2 separate regions of the Triticum aestivum genome follow, and region 1 is linked to region 2. Evidence: chromatin contacts called from public Hi-C data. All regions are on one chromosome and are shown on one strand. The core of a region is the stretch at or near the end of the contact, and the rest is flanking DNA. Distances in the headings are between cores, read along the strand shown. Region 1 holds the start of LOC123097934 (probable protein phosphatase 2C 30). Region 2 has its middle 11 kb from the start of LOC123097933.

The links. A called contact is a pair of places that touch in the nucleus more often than the background predicts.
Region 1: a contact with region 2 is called in a Hi-C map of leaf, with 8 times the contacts expected there. The contact joins the promoter of LOC123097934 here to the enhancer-like site in region 2. A contact is called at or near these places in 3 of 5 Hi-C or Micro-C datasets (all in leaf) and 1 of 1 datasets of contacts at active chromatin or transcription factors (leaf).

What each region holds. Positions count from the first base shown.
Region 1 is chr4D:363,255,628-363,260,344 of IWGSC CS RefSeq v2.1, forward strand. LOC123097934 (probable protein phosphatase 2C 30) reads left to right here and starts at 2,067. Exons shown (of 3, transcript XM_044519781.1): 1 at 2,067-2,513; 2 at 2,663-2,995; 3 at 3,090-3,920. The coding sequence starts at 2,172. The coding sequence ends at 3,647.
Region 2 is chr4D:362,805,631-362,810,178 of IWGSC CS RefSeq v2.1, forward strand. No RefSeq gene overlaps it. Among protein-coding and RNA genes, the nearest start is that of LOC123097933, 11 kb to the left of the region's middle. Within about 2 kb of position 1,286, at least 2 of the 8 cell types and tissues checked have an H3K27ac peak or open chromatin away from gene starts, as enhancers often do. A contact at or near this core is called in leaf, where this site is marked.

The sequences.
Region 1 (4,717 bases), core at 817-3,316, 450 kb after region 2:
CAATGTGCCTGGCCACAAACTCCATCCAAACAAAGTGCCGGAATCATGGAGCGTGACGTGTCCCGTGTGTGCCGTGTCTGCATGCATTGCCGCGGGCGAAAAGATCTAACGCACACGGCACACCTGTCTGGCTCTCAGGGTTGCGGTCGTACTTGCCTGCCACCGGTATGGCGATGACGCGGATGGCTGGCTGTGCAGTGCAGGATTCCGTTCATCTCCCAGGAGACGAAAGCTCGCCACTTTCTGCTATCTGTTTCTCGCGCCAGCAGATCGTGTCCTCATGCATGCACCAAGTTTACCAAGAATGCATTTTGCAGTATTATTATGCTGATCAATTAAGCTTCAAATGCAGGAGCTCGCGAGGCTCTCCGGATAACTCCCCGCAGCATCAACAGCCGTGAAGTGACGCGCAGAAAATTTAGGCCGGGGTGGGTCTAGCCAGCTAGCTGTGTGATTAATCTATGCACATGCCCATACCCGACGCGTGGCTTGAGTATGTGATTAAGACGTCGGTCATGATCCAGACGGGCACGTCCTCCCTTTCTGTCGATGTCGATGGCTCCTCTCCTTTGTGCTGTGCACGTACGTGTCTGGTGTTGAGTTGAGTTACATGGCGTTGTCACCAGAAAATGGACGCCAGCAGCTAGCGTGGTTTCCATGCGATTTCACGTGATTCGCATGGCACTTGCAGATTTCTTCGAGCATCGAGGCATGGGTTAAGATATGTTTGCCGCCCGATTTCCCGTAGGAACGCGCTCGAACGGTAGGGTTCCTTTATGGTGCAGAGAAGGAGAATATGAAAGAGACGACAGTGCATTCCAAAACCATCTAATAACCTAACCTATGGAATCTGGCCAAGGTAAAACAGCAAGAGGGAACTAGAGATTCATCGTGATTCTGAGGAACACAACTCGGAAATCATCATCAAAGCCCCGAAAAAAAAATCATCATCAAAGCTTGCGGAAGAACAGAAGTCGGATTGGCATCAACGGATCCACGTAGTACTACGTGCATGGTGTGGCCCAGTGCCATAAAGGCGCTAGCTAGCTAGGTAGGGCCATGGCATACTGGCATGGCGGACGACGGCGACCGGACACGAGCCGGAGCCGGAAGAGCGTGGCCCGTACACCAGGCAAAATTGACAAATTTGACCTATGAACAAAATCAAATCACAGAATGAACTGCCCGTGAAACTATTTCATGCGGCTGACCTTTTTGTGTGATGCCCGACACGAAGGCGCCACACTACACTGTGCAACGCCTCACAGATAGGCGCTACACGCCTGGCCAGCGTCGCATCCGTGTGATCCGAAAATTACTAAGTCAGTGTGCAGCGCCTGAGAGTTAGGCGCCACATAGCGCCTAGCTTCTAGGCGTTGCACTAGCGGTTGCTTCATTTTGTAGTGCAACCATTAGTGCAGCGCCTAACTCTTAGGCTCTGCACAATGACTTAGCAATTTTTAGGCAGTCTGGGGTGCAACGCTGGGCAGGCGTGTAGCGCCTATCTGTGAGGCGTTGCACAGTGTAATGTGACGCTTTCGTATCGGGCGTCACACAAAAAGGTAAACCGCGTGAAATAGTTTCACGGACAGTTCATTCTGTGATTTGATTTCGTCCACAGGTCAATTTTGTCAAATTTGCCCGTACACCACCCCTTGCCTCCTCCACGCGTGCCTCCTGCCGGCTTTCCCTCTTATCCCTCCACGGATGCGCCGCATCGTCCACGTAGGCCTGGTCCGTCCGTCCCCAGCGAGCCACCACGGAGGCACGCACACGTGTCTCCGCCAGCCCACGGCCCGCGCCGAACACCAAACGCGGAAGCAATTCCGGCCCGCCCAACTCGTGTCGCGCGGCCGCGTGCCCCAGCTCGCTGCCGCCCAGTGGACGCGCCCGCGCCTCGACACGCGTCCCCGCGGCACGTACCGGCCACGCGCGAGCGTCACGTGGAGCCGCACCCGACGGCCTCCGCGCCATCGCACAACTGTACGGGGCGGCCGGCGCGTGGCACCCCCCTCCCCCCTCACATTTATATGGAGGCGCCACTTGCTCGCTGCCCCTTCAAAATCGCCATTTGCCAAACGTCGGAGGAACGGAGAAATATTTAGCTCTTTGTTGTTGCCTGCTCTAGCTTGTTTTTGTTTTCAAGAGTTGGTTGGTTGGGCTCGTGAATCATGTCGGAGATCCGCCGCGACGTGCCGGAGGGGGCGGGGGCGGGGGCGGAGGGGAAGGGCGCCGAGTCCCACGTCGGCAGCCGAGCGGCGCGGCGCCGGAGGATGGAGATACGGCGGCATAGACTGGTGGCCGAGCGTGGCGCGGAGGAGGTGTCCAGGAAGAGGCGGAAGCTGGACGAGGAATCCTCCTCGACGGACGAGGAGGAGATTGAGCCCGCCAAGTACGGCGTCACGTCGGTGTGCGGACGCCGGAGGGACATGGAAGACGCGGTTTCTATCCGGCCCGAGTTCCTCCCCGGCCACCACTTCTTCGGGGTCTTCGACGGCCATGGCTGCTCGCATGTGAGTGCCTACTCATATATCCCCTGTTCAAATAATCTATCCTTTTGATCTAGTAGCATATGTCTACGCCGAAAGGAGAGCGCGCATGTGCAGGTCGAACTGTGTTTTGACTCGGGAGTATTTATCGATTGAATTGCATGTGCGTGTAGGTTGCAACGTCGTGCGGGGAGCGGATGCACGAGATCGTGGTCGAGGAGGCCGGCGGCGCCCGCTCGTCGGGGTCGGACGACGCGGACCGGTGGATGGGTGTCATGGAGAGGAGCTTCGCGCGGATGGACGCCGAGGCCGTGAGCTCAAGGTCAAGGGCCAGCGGAGCGCCCACCTGCCGGTGCGAGTTGCAGCTGCCCAAGTGCGACCACGTCGGCTCCACGGCCGTCGTCGCCGTGGTCGGCCCTCGCCACCTCGTCGTCGCCAACTGCGGTGACAGCCGTGCCGTCATCGGCCGCGGGGGCGCCGCCATCCCACTCTCATCCGACCACAAGGTATGCGCCCACAACCAACTTCTTGTAAGCTCTGCCAAAGATTTACATATTCCGGCTTGTTCTAACCGTACGTGTCTGCTTGATTCCTTTTCAGCCGGATCGGCCCGACGAGCTGGAGCGGATCCAAGCGGCCGGAGGGCGCGTCATCTTCTGGGACGGCGCCCGCGTCTTCGGCGTGCTAGCCATGTCACGGGCCATTGGAGACAGCTACCTGAAGCCATTCGTGATACCCGACCCGGAGGTGAGGGTCCTGGAGAGGAAGGACGGCGATGACGAGTTCCTCATCCTCGCCAGCGACGGCCTGTGGGACGTGGTGAGCAACGAGGTCGCGTGCCACGTGGTGCGGTCGTGCGTGCGGAGCAAGGCGAAGCGCCGCGGGGGGCGGTCGAGCCCGACCTCCAACCTGAGCCCCAGACAGAGCAGTGGAAGCGGCAGCGGCAGCGGTAGCAGCAGCGGCGACGAAGCCCAGAACGACGGTGGCGGTTGTGCGGACGCACGCTCCGATAGCGACGACGAGGAGAGCGGCGAGGAGGTGGACGAAGCATGCGCCGAGGCGGCCATCCTGCTGACCAAGCTGGCGATAGCGCGGCAGAGCTCGGACAACGTCAGCGTCGTCGTCGTCAACCTCAGGAGGCGCCGCCCGAGATTCTGACCGCCGCTGGATCCATGGATCCACCAAACTATCGTCTGTGATCCTTGACTCAGCGGCGAACATGGTATCCATAGCGGAATTCATGAAATACACAACGAAATTGTTTCGTTTATTTCTCGGGGGTGGCAAAGGTGGTCAGGCCAGACAGACCCACGCCGCCCCCGCCATTTTCCTTTCGAAAGCCGGTGATGATTTCCGGCGTGTCAAGAAACTTTCTCGAGCGTCAAGAGAAACTGTAATATAATCCGGTGGAAACGATCAAGGCTTCCATTCCATGCATGATCCATCATCATCCTCTGACTAGATCGCGATCTTCTTTCTTTGTTTATCATAAGCTTCCTCCGGTCGGCTTTGATTGCGCAATTGTGAGGTTCGTTTCGACGCGTCCGGCAAAGAGAATCGGTTGCGCGACCTCGACTACAATAATGTTTCGGCGGGATGTTCCTCCCTCCGTGCCGGGTCCAAGAAGCTCGAGCTCGCATTGTTAATTCAGCATCCGTTGGAACCTTCGCACGCAAATGCGTCGAGCGTCGCAGGTGTCGCGCTGCCATGCTCTCCGTCTTGCCGCCGCTTGCCTGCTCTCGCGGTCGCTGAAAAGTCCTCGCGGCCGGTGGGTGAGCCGAGCCGTGCAGTGGTGAGTCAACAAATCCGCGGGCGTGAGCCTGATCATAGTGGACACGAGGCAGCGCGTAGTATGCTGCGACTTGACGACGGGGTTGGGTGGCGTGGCCGACGGGCGATTAGATCGAGGGGAGAGAAAAGAAAGGAGGGAGGAAGAGACCGCTGAAATCACGTTTTCTGGAGGTGAATGACACCTGTTGCGCTGTCCCAAGTTTGGTCGATCATCTTTGGCCGCGTCGAAAAGAAGATTCTTTCTTTCTTTCTGGGCTGCATGATAATAGTTTCGCTTGATCGGGACGGCGTTTAGCGCCACCACGCCACGTCAGGGACGTCCCCGGCCGGGGCTTTTTCTGGTCCACTTTTACTTGTGAGGACGGTGATGGGAGGGCGATGCTGATACTTTTCTTCTCTAGTGGACGGTAGCTGTGTTATCCAGCGGCAACGAACAC
Region 2 (4,548 bases), core at 36-2,535:
GAAGCAGCAGCTGCGCCGCAGGAGGGGGGAGCGCAGGTGGTGTGGGCGCGACCATGAGAGGCCCCAAAATCGAGCCTAGGTTGACCCGCCCCCGCACACCTTCCCAAGTTCTCCCTCTCCCGCATCCATCATCGAGAGGATCGTCCGCCACACAACTTGTGAAGGAGGGGATGGCAGGGGGCGCAAGAAGAAGAGGAGGAGCGGCGACAGCGACGGCGTGGAAGGCGAGGAGCGAGAGGAGGCGGCAATGTGAGAGACGGTGGCGTGTGATGGGGAGTTGCCTTCTTAACGAAGGAAACAGTCACTGCGTTTTTTATCCCTCGCTTTATTTACCTTGATACATTGTTTCTACGCTGAGTCACAGTAAACCGCTCGTCCCGTGTGATGACGTGGACAGGTCGAGCGGGCGCTCCTTGCGCGATGGTTAATAGGTTTAATATTGCACTCTCTTTGGTTCTTTTTATTCCGCATATAAGATTTGTGTGAAGTCAAGGTTAGTAAAGTTTGATCAACTTTATATATAAAAAACATCAACACTGAACAATACGAAATCAATATAATTAGATGTGTTATGAATTTAATTTTCATATTGTGTAACTTCAGTGTTGTAGATATTAATATTTATTAATACAAATATGATCAAACTTTACCAAGTTTGACTTGACAAATCTTATATGTAGCGTAAAAAAGACCGGAGGTCTTTTAAGCTCTGAGGTTTGGATTGCGGACCAAGCGGTGCTGCGATGATGTTGCTCCCTTGACTGGTGTTCTTGGAGGCTAGAAGAATAAAAATGTGATTGTTGCCCACCGTATGACAAATCTTGCAGAATAACGTGGAGAAGGGCGTGATCAGATCTGCACGACATTGTTCCGTAGCTGTTTTTTCCTTTCCGGATGCTCGTTTCGTTTGGACTCCTTGAACTTGGTACTACTCCCGTTCATGTTGTTGAGCTGTCTCCAGCGGCCGAGCATGTGAGATGAACGCAGAGGCGAACACTTGGCACCCGACGCTGCGGAGCACCGTCGGTACAACAGCAAGACGTCTGTCTCTGTCCTGTCCACCCCGGGGTGCTGCCGTCGCGCCATTGGCCGGGTTCGATCTTGGCATCCCTGAAAGCGCGACGCGACGCGAGGGACCATTGAATTCATTTGAACGGAGAAACGGCTTCTCCTGTTTACGCGAGCGTGAGGAGGCCAACGGAAAAAAAATCTCGTGCTCGAATCCGAGGGCTGGCACCGAGATCTCCGTGACAGCGAGACCCCGGCCCCGGACGCCCAACACGTCGCCGCCCGCGACACCCACCTCCCTCACGCCAATCCTCCGGACGAGCGCCCGGGGCGTCGTGGTCCGGCAGGGGGGCCCGCGACGGCTCCGTCTCTTCTCGCACGGCCGCACCGTCGCCGCGCCGGCTCTGACCTCGCTGTCGCCGGCCGGCTTTACGTGGCGACGGTAGGCGCCATCAGCGGCACATGACATGATGTCGTAGTCCCAAAGCAACGCGCGGCTCCAGTTCCGAGCGGACACCGACGGATGTCGCGTGTCGTGCCATAAAATATTTCGCTCTATCGGCTTCTCCGTCACACGCTCGGGCGACCACCAAAGATCTCAAAAATATCGTCTCTGTGATTGATCGTCATGATTTGCGCCTTCTGTGGGAAGGAACAAAAAGATCTGATCATCAATGCGTCGGAAAAGACCAGTACTGGATCTTAGCCGATCTACTACTGTGTAGATTTTTTCTCTAGGGCACGTCGGGTCTTATCGTGGCCGTGTGGCGTTCACGCCGTGAACAGTCCATGTTACGCAACCAGCTTTTGCGATGGCGCGTGTGATTTGAAATCTTCGGTCGTCCTTGTCTGCTGTTCTACTTTCGTTGCATGATGTGAACGATTGGTGTGCCATTTTTGACATCCACGTGGGTGATTAGCAGCCGTCCTCGTGTTTAGCATGTCGCCGGATCAGACAGTGGCCAGCTCCTCGCGCGCCGTAGATTTCCGGTTAATGTTGCGTTCAGCTGAAAAACTAGCTATGAAACAAAGTCCATTTGCACTCTACTGCTGGGATCATCTTACTCCTGGTAAGCACAGAGGTATTTCAGCATATGATGAGATTCTCCTTACATTGACTCAGCTCCCCAAGGGTATAGCTGTGGACATTGTCATATTGGGATGCTGGAGCTTATGGTTAGTTAGGAATGACAAAAAATTTCGAGCAGCAACACCACACTTGGACACATGAAAATACTATATGAAAGAGAGACTATGGGCAGCACAACTCAGGGTAGAGTAAAGCAAGGCAGAGAAAATTAGAATCCGGGTAGAACAGAATTTGTAATTTAATTGTGGCTTTGTTTCCTATAGCTAGTATTGGCTGATCTTTGTTTTTTAGACCTTTGTGCATATTTTATTATTAATGAAAATACAAAGTCCAGGACATAGCGCACCCTACGAGCTATGCCCTTTCCGCTCCTCCAGCTCTACCACGAGCAGTTAACACATATGCATCCTACTTTGGGATGACCAATCAATATTCTTAAGCATTATTGCGCATCATCCTATACGCCTCTTCTCTTGTTTGATCAAGTACTTGTGTCTTGAACTATTGCCCGTGATGGTGGGCATCATGCACAATATTTCTATAAAGTTGCACGAGTTGATGTACAAGATGTTTGATGGTGGACAACATGCGCTACCTTCCATCGATGCACCAATTTTTTGACTCGGGAGCTTCTAGGCAATGGGAGATTTATTGCCACATTGCAAAAATGTTATTTCCGACCTTATCACGAAGCATAATCTCTGCAGTTATGCTTTCTACTCATGCTAATACCTCCGCAGGTTGTTTCACCCATCTAATTGCCGGATTCGCAACATTCAAGATAACTAACTTTACCAATACCTTCTTTCACTGGTACATATATGTAATTCCAAGACCACTCATTTTCATCTCCACCACTGTCTGGGTGATGCATACCGGCATATATTTCTTGAAAACTGGATGAGAGATCATGCCTTTTATTTTAGTATCTGAATTCCATTATTTTACTAAATCATATCACACGTGGATCACACAGGTATTGCCCAGGCTGTGTAGGGAGCTCTTGGAGGAAACCGAAGGGGTAACTGATAATTCTCAAGTGCAAGGAGTTAATGTACCACTTTTCAATGTGGATGTGGAAGTATACAAGGATTAGACAGTGGCCCGCTCCCTCACGCACGCCATATATTTTAATGTTGCCTTCAGCTAAAAACAAGGTTTCAAACAAAGACCAGGACATAGTGCACCTTACGACCTATGCCTTTTTCGCCCCTCCGGCTCACACATGTGCAAACCTACTTTGGGATGATCATATTCTTAGCATTATTGTGCATTGTCTCGTACTCCTCTTCACTTCCTTGATCATATATTCGTGTCTTGTTCTGTTGTCCGTGGCGGGGTACATCGTGTGCTGCGGTCCTATAGAGTTGCACAATCAGAACTGCAAAATGTTTGGCATATTCAGCCATTGCAATGCTAAGGCAATACCTCCCAGCTATGCACCATTTTTAATAGGGAGCTTCTAGCCAATTGGAGAGTTATTTCCATGTTGCAAAAATGCTATTTCGGACATTATCATGAAGCACAAACTCGGTGCCAATTGATCCATGGGCGTCACAAATTGTGTATGATTAGGATGATCGCATGGGTTGAAGAAGTAACCAATGTGTGAAGTTCTTTTGGAATAAGGCTCGTGTGCGATAAAAGTAGGTCGCATCCAGTTGCAAAGAGCGGCTCGTGTGTGATAAGTTGCACACAAGCTATTATAGATATCCGTGTGTGGTAGAAAGACATCAGGAGGCGGTTCATCTCTTCTACCCATGTGCAATTCACCTCGTCTAAATTAAATCTGGTCGAGACCCACCCATGAAAAACCCTGACTAACACCTCCCCTTTAGCTACTTGAGCCTCCTCTCTTGACCTCTCCCGCATCCCTTGATATACCTCTCCTCTCGCGACTAAAAATTGTAAGAGATCAAATTATCTCCCTCACCTTGATCTCTCTCTTGCCTTCCTCCCAACATACCGCTCTAAGTGTCTCACTCTTACTCCGCCCTCAAGGTCATTGCCAACCACACGCATCGATGTGCAGTTCATATCCTCTATCAAGGATGACGCTCTCATCACCGTCACTGGGAAGGGCAAGGAAGAACTGACCAACGCTTGGGGTGGGGAAGGAGGAATAGTTAGGAGGTAACGTGGAGGATAAGGACGAATAGCAGCGATATGACAATTTTGAGGGGCAAGAGGAGAAGAAGGATTGTGCCTACAAGGAAGAGGGGTAGGGGAAGCGGTTCAACGCCTACTACTCCAAGGAACTATAATAGGCAATATTTTTTTAGAAAGAAAACATGTTACAATTTGATCAAAATTCCCCAAAAGGTACACTCGTTCCTAACACATGAACAATACAAATTGGTGAGAACCTAAGCGAGGTGGTACACTGGTTATTCACGCAACCATACATTGCTAACTTATGAGCTACCTTGTTTGCCGATCTTCTAGCAAGT